Linked DNA regions of Macaca fascicularis: region 2 is linked to region 1. The links are chromatin contacts, called in public Hi-C maps. All regions are on one chromosome and are shown on one strand. Each heading gives the region's core, a stretch centred on a gene start, on an enhancer-like site or on the middle of the called end of the contact. The rest is flanking DNA. Distances are from core to core; before and after follow the strand shown. Region 1 holds the start of TMEM14A (transmembrane protein 14A). Region 2 has its middle 19 kb from the start of TRAM2.

Region 1 (6,996 bases), core at 2,434-4,933:
TTGACACTGTTTGGGATCTGAAAGAAGAAAAAAATCCAGAATCTGAAGTGGGCCTTAAAAAAGTCAGTAAGTCCCTTGTGACTTTGATTTTTATGAATCTGTCCCTCAAAAGCCAGGGTGCCCCTGGAAGAACTGAGACAAATTGAGTTTCTGAACATTTGAAAATGAGGAGCAGGCTCAAGATCCACAGGGTGTAACCATCCCGTGAGGCCCTGCCTTAGCAGCCAGTCAGTGAGGCTCTTCACCTTCTTTCCCTTTCTCTGATTCCACCTATGTACAACTTACGAAAACTTGCATTACTATAGACTGGGAGTTCTTAAATTGGAATCTGTGAATCTAAAGGGGCCAGAGGATAGAAATCAGGAAATCTGAAAACTTCGATGGAGAAAAGAAGTTTTCATTTCTTTCCGTCAGGAAAATAGGCAACAAACCACAGCAGTGTTAGTACCTGTGTCTCTGTCGTCACTAGGAATCACAGATATCCATGTTACAGATATCTTAAAATATTTACGTACAGCACCACTTTGAAATTATGGTAATAATTAGATCCACCCCCTAGGTCTTGTAATCTTTAATATGTTAATAAAGAAACACATCTATTATATGACAGATTTAAATGTCTAACAATTTGATTTCAATAAAATCGCATTTCAATAAAATTGAAATTTGCATTTCAATAAAATTGGCTTCCTTTGCAATCCTGTGTATTGTATTTTGTGCGTTTCTCCAGACTGCCAAAGGGGTTGGTGACACATTGAAAGTTAAGGGTCTCTTGTAAATTTGTTTGAGTTCTTTGTAGGTTCTGGATATTAGCCCTTTGTCAGATGAGTAGATTGCAAAAATTTTCTCCCATTCTGTAGGTTGCCTGTTCACTCTGATGGTAGTTTCTTTTGCTGTGCAGAAGCTAAGTGGGCAAAGGATATGAACAGACATTTCTCAAAAGAAGACATTCATACAGCCAACAGACACATGAAAAAATGCTCATCATCACTGGCCATCAGAGAAATGCAAATCAAAACCACAATGAGATACCATCTCACACCAGTTAGAATGGCAATCATTAAAAAGTCAGGAAACAACAGGTGCTGGAGAGGATGTGGAGAAATAGGAACACTTTTACACTGTTGGTGGGATTGTAAACTAGTTCAACCATTATGGAAAACAGTATGGCGATTCCTCAAGGATCTAGAACTAGATGTACCATATGACCCAGCCATCCCATTACTGGGTATATACCCAAAGGATTATAAATTATGCTGCTATAAAGACACATGCACACGTATGTTTATTGCGGCACTATTCACAATAGCAAAGACTTGGAATCAACCCAAATGTCCATCAGTGACAGATTGGATCAAGAAAATGTGGCACATATACACCATGGAATACTATGCAGCCATAAAAAAGGATGAGTTTGTGTCCTTTGTAGGGACATGGATGCAGCTGGAAACCATCATTCTTAGCAAACTATCACAAGAACAGAAAACCAAACACCGCATGTTCTCACTCATAGGTGGGAACTGAACAATGAGATCACCTGGACTCAGGAAGGGGAACATCACACACCGGGGCCTATCATGGGGAGGGGGGAGGGGGGAGGGATTGCATTGGGAGTTATACCTGATGTAAATGACGAGTTGATGGGTGCTGACGAGTTGATGGGTGCAGCACACCAACATGGCACAAGTATACATATGTAACAAACCTGCACGTTATGCACATGTACCCTAGAACTTAAAGTATAATAATAATAAATAAATTAAAAAAAAAAAAAAAAGAAAGTTAAGAGTCTCTGCTGCGGATCATGCATAGAAAGCTTTACAAAATGGATAAGGGGAATAGGCTTTCCTGCATCCTTACCTGGGCTGCAGCCTTTCCATCAGCTGGAGAAGGCAACAGCTAGTGCCTATGAGTTGAGAGGGCAGTGATCCCTTTGCGTAAGAACTATCCTGTTTCCACATATTCAAGGGTATGCAATTCCCATAATATACAAAGTTTTTCTTTAGGTTTAGGTGACACGCCTTGAGTAGGAATATCATGAGGCTGTTTCCAGCTTTGAGTGTGCTAGTGGCAGGGTGGAAGGGATCTGAGAGCATCTAGTCTTGGCCTATCTTAAATCCAGGCACTGAGGTCCAGAGGGGAGTTATTTACCCAGGTCACATCAGATGAAGATGCTGAAGTATTCCAAGAGGGTTTTAGTTTTATTCCAAATAGGATAAGTGTTCTGAGAGTGTGAGGAGAGAAGGGGAGGAGGCTGGGGTAAGGATGGACATAGAAGGGGATGGAAAAGAGTGCTGAGAGAACTCAGAACCAAATTTCAGGCTATCACTTTCTCCACGCCACATTCCAGTGCGTTGCCATCAACTCTTCTGTGACTCTTCAGGAATTCTATTAATTCCCCAGGACCAACTCAGACTTTCATAACTTAGATGTAGTTATATTACTTCCCTGAAGCACTTTTACGCACAAAGAATAGATGTAACAAACAAACGTCACAAGATTTAATTTTGAGTTTCCTCTTTTATTCTGAGGAATTCTGCTGTAATTCTCAGTGACACAGAACCTCTAGAGCTACTTCACTGTGACAGCCTTCTTCAAATCTCCGAAGGGCTGTTACATAAGGAAGAGGGTTGGAGTTCTGTATTCAATCAAGAAGGCAGAAGAATAAGATGATAAGTTGCTACAGAGAGGCATAATTTAAAGTCAATTTAAACTGTAATCCCAGCACTTTGCAAGACAGAGGTGGGAGGATTGCTTTGAGCTCAGGAGTTCGAGACCATCCTGGGCAACATAGTGAAACCCCGTCTCTACAAACAAAATAAAGAATTAGCTGGGTGAGGTGGCACACACCTGTAATCCCAGCTACTCCGGAGGTTGAGGCTGGAGAATCGCTTGAACCCAGGAGGCAAGAGGCAGAGGTTGCAGTGAACTGGGATGGCGCCACTGCACTCCAGCCTGGGCAATCAACTGAGATCCTGTATCAAAAAAAAAAAAAAGAGTCAATTTAAGGTTCATTCCTAGGATTGAGCAGATCGCCTTGGATGAGGCAAGATTTTAAGTGCTTTCCAACTCTGAAATTTATACCTTTCCCTGTAGATATCTAAGCCCAGCAAATCCTGGGCCTGAAGTTTAAAACTAGGATCCTGATCTCCCAACCACATTTAGATGATCCTATAGTGTAATGAAGGGTGCTTGGGCTTTGAAACCAGGCAAACTTGGATTCTGACCTGGGACAACTAAGTCACTGGACCTCACTGAACTTTAGCTCCCTCCACTGACAATGGGGACAATCTGCTGGAGGGTGTGTAGGAGACCTCGCGTTGCCTTTTAGAGGTTCTGGAAATGTCCCTTGAATGATGAATGGAGTTAACTTAAAAATCTTCGCCTTCTATAATCTTGGCTACATGCAGATACGCTGCCTGCCAGTCCCGCTCCGTCAGGCGGGAGGCAGGAAACCCCAGCCCTGGCTCCAGGACAGGGCCGAAGGTAGGATAGACGGAGCAACGGGTCCGGCTACCGCCGGGATGTCGCAGCGCAGGGCCTCCTGTTTGCCTGACCTATAGGCCGACCCGATTCAGCCGAAGGGAATGGACAGGGCAGAGCCCTGCAAGGCTAGAAGGGACATAGCGCATGCGCGCGGCAGGGAGGGCGTCTCCGGCAGGGAGCGGCCTCTGCTCAGCGCGAGACTGCTGGGCGCTGGGTGGGACAGCGCTGGCGCGGAGACTGCTTCCGGATTCCAGGTACCTCGAGTGGCGGCAGCTAGCCCCAGACTTCTGTCTTTTCAGCCGCAGTGAGGGCTCGGGGCTGCAGGTGAGCTGTGCATCCCGCAATGGAGACCTTCCTGCTCTGAATTTTCTTACAGAACCGCAGAAATATAAGGGGCGTTGCTTACCGGGCATCCCCTCCCCCGCGCCAAACCTGTACAGCAAACGATGATGCAGAGGACCTTGAGGGGATTTTGCAGGCCATCGGTCTTACCTCTCCGGTATCATTTTTCTCCTCCTCCTGGGAATTTCCCGAGTTTTTGCCTTCTGGTATCCCTAAATATCCCACCTATGCTGCCTCCTCCCTTCCTGGAGCTGGGGTGGTGGGGTGGGCTCATGGACCATTGCAAAATGCTTGGCAGGATTTTAACTTTCCCAGCACTACCCAGACCCCACTCGAAAATGTGCCTTTTGTGCCCTCCAAGAGCTCACGGGTAGGTAACTGTTATATCTTTAGCATGTGAAAATGCTTTTTATATAACAGTTGACTGAAAATCTCTTAGTTCTCCAAATTTTGGAGGATTTGGGGCGGTCGGCCTTGTTTTGTACCTAGTATAGTAAATCGTTTTGCTGCATTGCATCCAAGATGCTTTCTAGCCCTTCCAAGGCTTGAGCATCGCATTTGTGATGAGAGCGTGTGATGTGCTGTGCACATCCTCTCCCACCTTATCCCTTTCATGTTAACACAGCCTCTGGCTTTAATGTGTGCTTCTGGCCTGGCCACATGGCTCCGTCATGGAAAAGGTGATTCTTTTGTCTGAATATCCTCTCTGAGAACAGAACCTTCTTACAAGCATTGGGAGTAGATTTATTTTGCCTCCTTAGAACAACAGTCACTTCACTAAGGAGATTAAGGAGCTGCCTGTTTCCTGGCAATAAAGCTGTATTGGGTAGATCAGTTACAGAATGTTTTCAGGCAGAAGCTGTTCCTTTGGTTCACTCACTCATTTATTCATTTAACAAGTATTTTAAGTACCTGCCTTGTGCACCCTCGGTTTGCCCTCAAGGAGCTTGGCTGACTGAGAGGCGAGAGAATCCCAACCAAGTAAAAGAGTATGGATCCTCAAGAGAAGATCGCAGGAAGAGCTGGGAGGCTCAGGATGGAGTGGAATTAATTTTCACAACAGCTACTTGGCTTTAGGAGACAATTAGGTCTAAAGGTTACACCTGATAATGAAAGTGCTCTCATAAGCCTCAGATCTGTATGTAATGGTGTTTTCCTGTGTGTTGGGCGTCTCAGACTGAATACATTCCAAACACGTCCCATCATTCCTAACCACCTCCCTCTTCCCCGCCCCGCACACCTGCTGCTGTTCCCATGTTCTCTGTCTCAGAGAATAACATGAGGCTCCCTGACTCCCTGCTTCTCCTAATGGTCTGAGCCAGATACCTAGGGGTGAGTCATCTCTGATTCACCCTTGACTTTCCCTTCCCTCCTCGAATTCAATTCTGCTGACTCTTCCTCCTGAACCTCTGAAATCTGTCCACCTTCTCTCCATTCTCATTGCCATTTCTCTAGATAAGCCTACCCTTATCAACTAAGCTCTTGCTTACTTTACTGCAACAGCTTCCCGATGTATCTCCCTGCCTGACTTCACCACCCATCTTCACTACTGCAACTGGGAAGTGCTTGCTGGAATTTAAATCTGATTGTGAGGCTCCCTTTGGTGATCCTTCTCTGCCCCTAGGACAGAACCAGACTCCCTTTACAGGGCTTATGTGGGTGTACAGCCCTGTCTTTCTCACCAGCTCCCTCTCTTTTCACAAGCCCCTTGTACTTTTCATTTTGAGAACATGCTTTCTTGTGCCATGAGGGCCTTGCACACACGCTCCCTTCTGCCAGGAACACCCTTCCCTGCCACCCTCTTCACTTGACTTATGCTCCCCTGTAGGGTAAATGCACCTGACAGCAATAATTAAAGCATACCCTTAGAATGACCCTGTGTGGCAGATGAACCTGAATGCGTTTTCTGAACTAGGGAACCCAGGCCTGCCCAACCCAGAGATTTGTTTCTTGTCTATGAAGAACATCTGAGCCCTGCCCCACCTGTCCCATAGAACAGGGGCCATATGGGGAATTGAGGCCTTGAATTTTGAGTTAAATCAAGGTTGCCAGGAGGAGGTCATTGAGGGGAGGGTGTTAAGTGAAAATGCTACGTAAATTGCATGATGTTTGCAAGCGGCTGTTTTCCTGCCCAGCTCACCGCCGCTGGACTCCCTCCTCTGTATGAAAGCCCCTAATGAAACCCCATGTCTCACTTGCTGGCTCTGGGTCTCTTTTGGCCTCTTGAACCTGTTGCCTTCCTTATTGAGGTTAATAGGGGTTTGGCACAACATCTCTCCAAGGTCCCAGCTGGAACCCTGTGTTATCTGGGCATCCTTCCTTAGGCTCCCAGTCCTTGCTGGGTGCCATTCCTTGTTATGGTACCCACACCTCTCCTCTTAGGGCTCATTCACACATCTGCCTCCTACAGCTGTGTTGTACTGGACCAAGGCCATGTCTAAGCACTTACCATTGCTTCCTGCTGCCTTGCACAAAGAAAATGCTCAATAAATAGCTGTTAAGTTGAATTGAGTACAAATATATGTTACGATACTATGATATGATTCGTTAAGTAAATCATAAATTCACTCTACCTCAGTTTTCTCAGTGTGCTGAAATAGTAATAGCCTTACACATGTCAAGCTCAAAATAGATGTCAGGGTGAATGAGAAGAAGAATCATTATTATTGGAGCAGCTAATATTTGTTGAGTGCTCAGTATGTGCAAGGCACTGTTCTAAGTGCTTTATAGTATTAACTCATTTAATTATCAGAACAATCCTATAAGGTAGATATTTTTGTTATCCTTATTTTAAAGTTGGAGAAACTGAGTTATTGAGTTTCCACAGCTAGTAAGTGGCAGTGTCAGGTTTGAAGGTAAGCATACTTTAGAGTATATGGTTAGCTCCTTTAGAAAGTAGTAAGTAGGACCAAACGTGAGAAGTTCATGGGGCTGAACATTGTAAGTTACCAGATGGAACACAGTGCCCCGTGGTCACAACTTTAAGCTGTGAAGAGCATGTGATTGATCCAGAATTGAAAACTCTGAAGAACATGTTTGGTTTACATATTCACTTTTTTCAGCAGCTAACTCAGTTACCGGAGGTGATGTTGCATAGTGGTTAGGACTGAGACTTCCCCGAGTCAGAAATCTTTGTTTTGCTGTATAACCTTCGGGCATTGCTTGCAT
Region 2 (6,996 bases), core at 2,376-4,875, 73 kb before region 1:
ATGCCACTGTACTCCAGCCTGGGTAGTAGAGCAAGACTCTGTCTCAATTAAAAAAACAAAACAAAACAAAAAAATGACCATACGAATTAGAAGAGAAGACGACCGAAAACAACTGGCTTGTGTGTCCTGGAGCTTACCTGCTGAATCCCAGGCCTACTACCGTGCTCTTTACCTGTTGGTTCTCAACTCTGCTCATTCCTTATTTTGTGGATACTTGACAGCACACTCAAGGAACACTGCCTGTCGCCCAATCCCAGGAGATATTCCCTAATCAGGCTGAGCCGAGCGAGCATGGCTACCCTAGGCTCCTTCAAGGGTGGGTATGTGTACTAGTTTTCTGTTGCTGTTGTAACAAATTACTACGACTCTAGCTCAAAACCACACACATTTATTTTCTTACAGTGATGTAGGCCAGAAGTCTGGTTCAGGTCTCACTGGGCTGAAATCAAGGTGTCCACAGGGCCGTGTTCCTTTCTGGAGGCTTGAGGATAGAATCCGTTTCCTTGCTCTATCAGGTGTTGGCTGATTTTAGTTCCTTGCAGCTGCAGGAATGAGGCCCCTGTTTCCTTGCTGGCTGTCATCTGGGGGTCTCTATTAGCTTCTAGTAGCCTCTCTCTGTTTTGTTTTGGTTTTTTAATGATTAAGTGTAGAGTTTTTTTTTGAGGCTAAAACTTAAGGATAGCCATCCAAGGGCATAGATTCAAGTTGCCCTGAGTATATATTCCTATTAGCAGTAGTTACAAGTGACCCTTGTTTGTTTTCATTACTACATTATATTTGTACATATTTAAGGGATCTCTCTCCGGTTCTTACACATTGCCTCCTACATCTCAGTCCCAAATCCTTCCCACGCTGCCGTCTCCCTTACTCCGCTGAGCTAATGTGATTAGATGGGGCGCACTGGTAATCCGGCAGAGCCTCCTCTTCTCAAGATTCATGCCCTTAATCATATCTGCGAAGTCCCTTTTGCCGGGTAAGGTGACATAGTCACAGCTTCCAGGGGACTAGAATTTGAACATCTTTGACAGCATTATAATGCCTATTACAGTATGTAAACCATCCTTGCCAATGAAATGTAGAGAGAAATCTGCTGAGGCTTGCAGGGAGGATTTTGCTCTCTGATTAAGAAGAGAGACATTAGGAGGTCTGCTTTGATTGAGGTGGTGTGAGCTGTGGCAGCTATCTAATAACCATAGGGCCCTAACACCAAGAATAAAAGCAGACACACTGAGAACAGCAGTAAGAGTATCAAAGTGAAAAAGTAGAAAGAGCTTGGCCTTTTGATAACAATGTTTAGTCACCAAGCCAATCCTAGAACACCTACTTCCAGACTTCTTGAGAGATACTTTGCTATCTTTATTGCTTAAGCCACTGTTAGTTAAATATTGTTACTTGTAGCTAAAATCATCCCAGTATTCTGTTACTTGTAGCTAAGTCATCCCAGATAAAATTTAACACCTTCATTCTTGGTCCATTTCAACAATACCTTGATTTACTACTTGGTAATTTCTTTGTCCTACCTATTAATAGTATCTTGGTCCTACTATAGTACCGATACTACCCACCTCCTCCCTAAACTTTTGCCTATTTAACTAAGGTCCTAGCCTCCCGCCTAGTTTCTCCTGGCACCCTCTTTAGGGGCTAGGCAAGGCCCCTATATTTCCAGTTATGGCTGGGGATTAGTCTTGGATGAACAGATCTCCCCAGCCCATGACACCGCCTGTAGATTGTACCTCCTAGTTGAGATGATTGTCTGAATTATACTTGACCTTGCTGCCTTTAAAACATGATTACTCGGAAAGCTGACTGGCTTCACAGTGGCTCCATCTCCCCAGCCCTGACCCATCCAGTTTCACTGTTTAATCCTGCATTTCTGGGGTCACATCATAATACACTCTGTCCATCTTGATATCTCTGGTGTCTCTCCTTTTGTGTTTTTGAGACAGAGTCTCACTTTGTCATCCAGGCTGGAGTACAGTGACACAGTCTTGGCTCACTGCAGCTTCAACCTCCCAGGCTCAAGCGATTCTCTTGCCTTGGCCCCCCGAGTAGCTGGGACTACAGGTATGCACCACCATACCTGGTATTTTTTTTTTGTAGAGATGGGGTTTCGCTGTATTGCCCAGGCTGGTCTCAAACTCCTGGGCTCAAGTGATCTGTCTTAATATCCACGCATACTAGACCACTGGCCATTCTTTGACTACTCTTTTCACTTTTATGCTTTTACTCAACTTCTCATGCTGGTCCTTCAATCAGAAATGCCCTTTCTAGACTCTCATATCTACTCTTATATCTTTACCCCTAAATCCTTGTGACAATCTTGTGAGGAGGTGCTATTACTCCCATTTTGCAGATGATTTAAAAAAATTAGGTCACTTATTCAGGATCGTACAAAGTGGCAGACTGGGATGCTAATGCAGGTGTCTCTTACTTCAAAGCTCACGTCTTTTCATTCCCGTGTTTGGCATTTTAGAGATAGATAGTGTCCAACCCAAGACTTGAAGGACTCATTTCCCTCAAGGCGTTATAAGCACCCCGGGTGCAGGTCTGATTATTTATTGACCACTAAAGTCAGTGGTGGGCTTGTAAATGGTTAACAACTGACTCTCCGAGGGGCTTGGGGGATGCCCTGATTTACAGAGGTTTTCTGAGTCCTGTGGAGTAAATACTCCCAACTGACTGATTCCGAGCTACTAGCATGATGTATGTCACTGAACAAGGGGTAGGGAAGAGATGCGCAGTAGCACACGTTAGAGGGTATTTCCACTATACAGACGTCATTCATCTGAGCAGCCTCAAGGGCACAGTTAATAGTAAAATGTAGGGAAATAATTAAGAAATGATGAGTTGGTATCTTTATTACCTTCATTTTAAGTCTGATTTATTCAACAGTGATTTTATGTAATTTAATCTTTAATAATCATTACATTTAACAGTTTGCATATTTCCTAAACATTTAACAATTAGACTCATAAACTGGTTTGAACCAGCTCCAGCTCAGCACTGCTAAAGTCTATTATAATACTTTGCTTTTAATAGACATGGAATGGTGGTAAGGATGCTAATAGAAAGGACATGATTCTCCACTTATGAGCTTTGAATGCAGCTGGTAACCCAGATTTCAGTATTCTTGCTACATCTGAGACTTTCTTAGTTCTATCTCTCACACCTAACAGAAGGCCAAACAAATGAAAAATAGTTGAGGGTGGAGACCAAAGAATAGCCAAAGTTCCAGCTAAGGACTGTGAATATTGAACTCTGCCCAGGGTCAGGGTGGGGCCCGATGCCTGCTTGCAGTTGAAAACGGTCCTCTACAACTGGGCTTGAGCAAGCCTCTGAGCTATAACTGTCTTTTCTCCTCGCCTCTTCCTGACCACGCCCACAACAAGAGAAGTACTGAAGAAAAAGCACCAGTCATAATATTCTATTACATTCCAGAAAGGACAGCCTCCCAGGAAGTGGGGAGCCTAGAAAGAAGTAAAACCTAAATTGCATCCTCCCAAAGGAGGCGAAGTCCTGCACTTCAGCTATCTTAACCTTTTGTTATGGGTGCAGTGCTGATCTTAATGGAAACTGGAGTGGGCAGGCACAGCTTAGGGAAAGAGGGACAGCTGGTGAATCAGCTGTGTTGCATTACAGTCAGCACTATCCCTGTCATGGTTCAGGGATTATACCATATATGGACTCCAGCTCAGGACAGGCGATCCTGCTGATTTGCATCAGGACTCCCCTAAAATTGCATCTTGGGATTAGGTCATCATTACTAGAAAAGGGAGACCCCAGAGAGGTTGTCAGTATGAAGAAATCAGGACCAATTGTGGTCTGGTAAGGCAAAGATGAGAGAAGGAGGGTGCAGTCCAGCTTTGCTTGGGAATGAAGTCCAGAGCCTGAGAAAGTGTGGGAGTGATTCTAAGAGTGGTTGCAAAGGGAGGGAGGGAAGGAGGGAGGGAGGGTTACAGCAGAGGACCCGCCCCCTTCTGCAGACTCCATCCTGCCTCTCACCCGCCTGGGGCTGCAGAAGCTGTATCCTGAGGCAGACTCAGTCCAGTTTAATAGGGATCAAGGGGAATACCTCCCAAGTTTCAAACATGAGAGGCACTTTCTCTTACTGTGGGTGAGGGTGGCTGTGATGCTGCTGAAGATGCAGAAACCCTACTGGCCAAGTTGGAGACAGTCCAGGCTCTGAGTTATTCTAAGGTCAAGGTGGGTTCACCTAAGTAGAACAGAGCTAGTTAACCTCCATCCCCCCAACTCTGTGTTCAGGCTGGGTGATACAGCTATATGGGGCTATGGGCATCTAGGGGAAAAGAGAGGAGAGAGGGATGGGGAGCGATCTGGGAAAGTGGCTTTTAAGAGATGGCCAATAAATTGGATCTAATTTGTAAAGATTAAACTATATTTTTTTTTGGTGTTTGAGCAATTTCATTGCTTTAACTTTTTTTGTGTGTTTTGAAGGACCAGCTTGAAGTGTTTCAGGACACTTCTGTCTCTGTGTGCCTCTTGATTTGGTTCAGAAGACCAGTACTATGGAATACTCTATCGTGGTGGTAATTAACTACTCGATATGCAAAAGACAGACAAATCTCACAAACATAATGTGGAGCAAAAGAAGCCAGACACAAAAGAGTACTGTGAAATCCCATTTATGTCAAGCTGAAAACCAGGCAAGACCAATCTGTGATGTTAGAAGTCAGGATAGTGGTCCCTTTGTTGGCGGCTGTGGCTGGGAGGGGCTGGAGGGCTCCAGGAGTGCTGGTAATGCACTAATTCTTTGTCTGGGTGCTACTTACACAATGTGGACATACTGGGCTGTCCATTTATGATCTGTGCACATTTCTGTATGTATGCTGTATTTCAATCAAAAGTCTCAAAAAAAGAAAAAAATAAAAGAGAGAGAGAAAGAGAAAAACCAGAATGTAATCTTGTGAAATAAGTAATCACAGAAAGTATGAGCTATGTGCCAACCAAAAATAAGCCTCTGAGGATTGGTGAGGCTGGAGAACAGTATCATAAGGCTAAGAGTCAGAAAACCTGATTTCCAGTCCCACTTCTGTTATTCACTGGTAAAAGGATGCTGGAAACTTAGCTCCCCTCAACTCATAACAGCCAGTGATTAAATGAAAGCCTTCAGGAAAATCTAAAGCTGTTCCCCATTCCATGCCTGCCAGGAAAGGTTAAGGATCCCAGCTGAAGACCAAACACCAAGAAACTTGGATGAAGAGTAACAATCTCATGTCTGTATAATGCTTCCCACTCCCAAAGCACTTTCATAATCATTATGCCATTTGATTTTTCATAATAAGGTCAGGAACGCAGGCTCTAGGGCCAGGCTGGCTGGGTTGGAATCCTAGCTCCATCTGTTGCTAGCTGCTTGACTTTGGGCACATCAGCTCTGTGCCTTAGTTTCCTCATCTGCAAAACAGGGACATGAGGGGATTCAATGAATTTAACATGAAAAGCATTTACAGTGATGCCTACCACACAGTTAGCATTTGATAAATGTTAGTTAAAACAGGAACAAAAGTCCAGATAGTGTTATCTAGATTTTATAGATGAAGAAACTAAGGCTCACAGGCTATCACAAGACTAATTCACAGCAGATCCAGAACTGAAACCCAGGCCTTTTGGGTTACAACACTGACTTGTTAGGTTATCTGGAATAATCTAAATGGACTGGTCAATTTTTATGTGATAATAATAATACAATAATAACAACAACACTACCTTTTACTGAGCACTCACTAAGTGCTTTACGTACTATATCTCATTTAATCCTCATAATAATCTATGAGGCAGGTGTTGTTATCCCCATTTTAAAAAGGGACAAATTGAGGACTAAAAATTCAGAGAGCAAACCTGGGTCACCCAGCTAGTGACAGGGAAGGCCAGATTCTGAATCCTGGTCTCTGTAAACACAGGACCTGCGTTTTCAACCACTTACATTCCATAACCTCTGGACAGAAAAATACCACCATGGTTGCTTACTTTATAAACATTTGGGGGTTTCTGGGACAAATTGGGTGATTTTTGTAAGTTCCCCAAGGTCAGGCAGAGCCCTTCTTATCCATCCTTCATCCTTCTCCTGTGCATCAGTACTGGACCTCCATAGGTGTCTCAGAGGCTCCCATGGAAGGATTTACAAATCAGGCTCCAAGAGCTTAAAAAGCCAGGCTCAGTAGTGGAGAGGCACCAGATGAACTCTTGATAGCCCAGGCAAGAACTGGGCACCAGCAGCATTACTTGATGGTGTCAAAGAGATACAGGACCAAATGCCAGGATGCAGAGGGAGCCCTGGTGCCTGGGCACACAGGCTTTGCAACAGCTATCAAGTTTGCAAAATGAAAACAAAGGGAGAGACTAATAAGACTCCACCTAGAGGCAGCCACTCCTGGACAGGATGCCCCTCCTAGATGGCTTCGGATGGCTGCCAGGGAACATCTGCCTGGTTAAAATTTCAAGTGAAGACCTAATCGAAGCAGCTCTTTGGCAGGCTTTGCACTGGCCAGCCTGACTCTGACATACGCTCCGATGCCCACACATGGTTGTGGCTGGCAGCTCAGGCAGACACGACTGTTTTGGCTTCTGTCATTTCTTTTTCCTCCAGGCGCTCAAGTCCTTGATTCCAGCTCTCCTGATTAGGGGTTGTCATCAATCCGCACACCCTGCCTGTGCTTCCTGGGGCCCCCTGGTGGATGATCAAAGGATAAAGGGATGGTTTGAGGCAGGAAAGAGAGTTGGGGATGGTAGTGCAGTGGACTGTGGATCTTTCCCCCACAGGCTTCCAAGAGGTCTTTTGTGAATATCTCTCTTGTCCCTCACTGGGTGAATGATTTACTGTAACTAAAGGGGCCACACACACAACAGCTCTCACCCTGGAATGGACTTTGAGAGGGAAGCAAAAGGAAGCGTTGCCCTCTTTCCTGGACTTCCCTTTGGAGCACCCCACAACTCTCAGGGGATTTAGAAGGTAACACATTTAGAGCTTTCCCAAAAGAA

What was found. Hi-C and Micro-C count contacts between places; a contact is called where the count stands out from the background.
Region 2: a Hi-C map of skeletal muscle shows a contact between it and region 1, with 4 times the contacts expected there. The contact joins the enhancer-like site here to the promoter of TMEM14A in region 1. A contact is called at or near these places in 2 of 2 Hi-C or Micro-C datasets (liver and skeletal muscle).

What each region holds. Positions count from the first base shown.
Region 1 is chr4:119,037,811-119,044,806 of T2T-MFA8v1.1, reverse strand. TMEM14A (transmembrane protein 14A) reads left to right here and starts at 3,683. Exons shown (of 5, transcript XM_005552749.4): 1 at 3,683-3,810. It overlaps LOC135970610 (a long non-coding RNA gene), which reads right to left and starts at 3,589. Exons shown (of 3, transcript XR_010586382.1): 1 at 3,228-3,589; 2 at 2,851-2,975; 3 at 2,501-2,638. It overlaps LOC141410223 (a long non-coding RNA gene), which reads left to right. Exons shown (of 3, transcript XR_012434464.1): 3 at 1-698.
Region 2 is chr4:119,110,965-119,117,960 of T2T-MFA8v1.1, reverse strand. No RefSeq gene overlaps it. Among named protein-coding and RNA genes, the nearest start is that of TRAM2, 19 kb to the left of the region's middle. Within about 2 kb of position 3,625, at least 4 of the 6 cell types and tissues checked have an H3K27ac peak or open chromatin away from gene starts, as enhancers often do.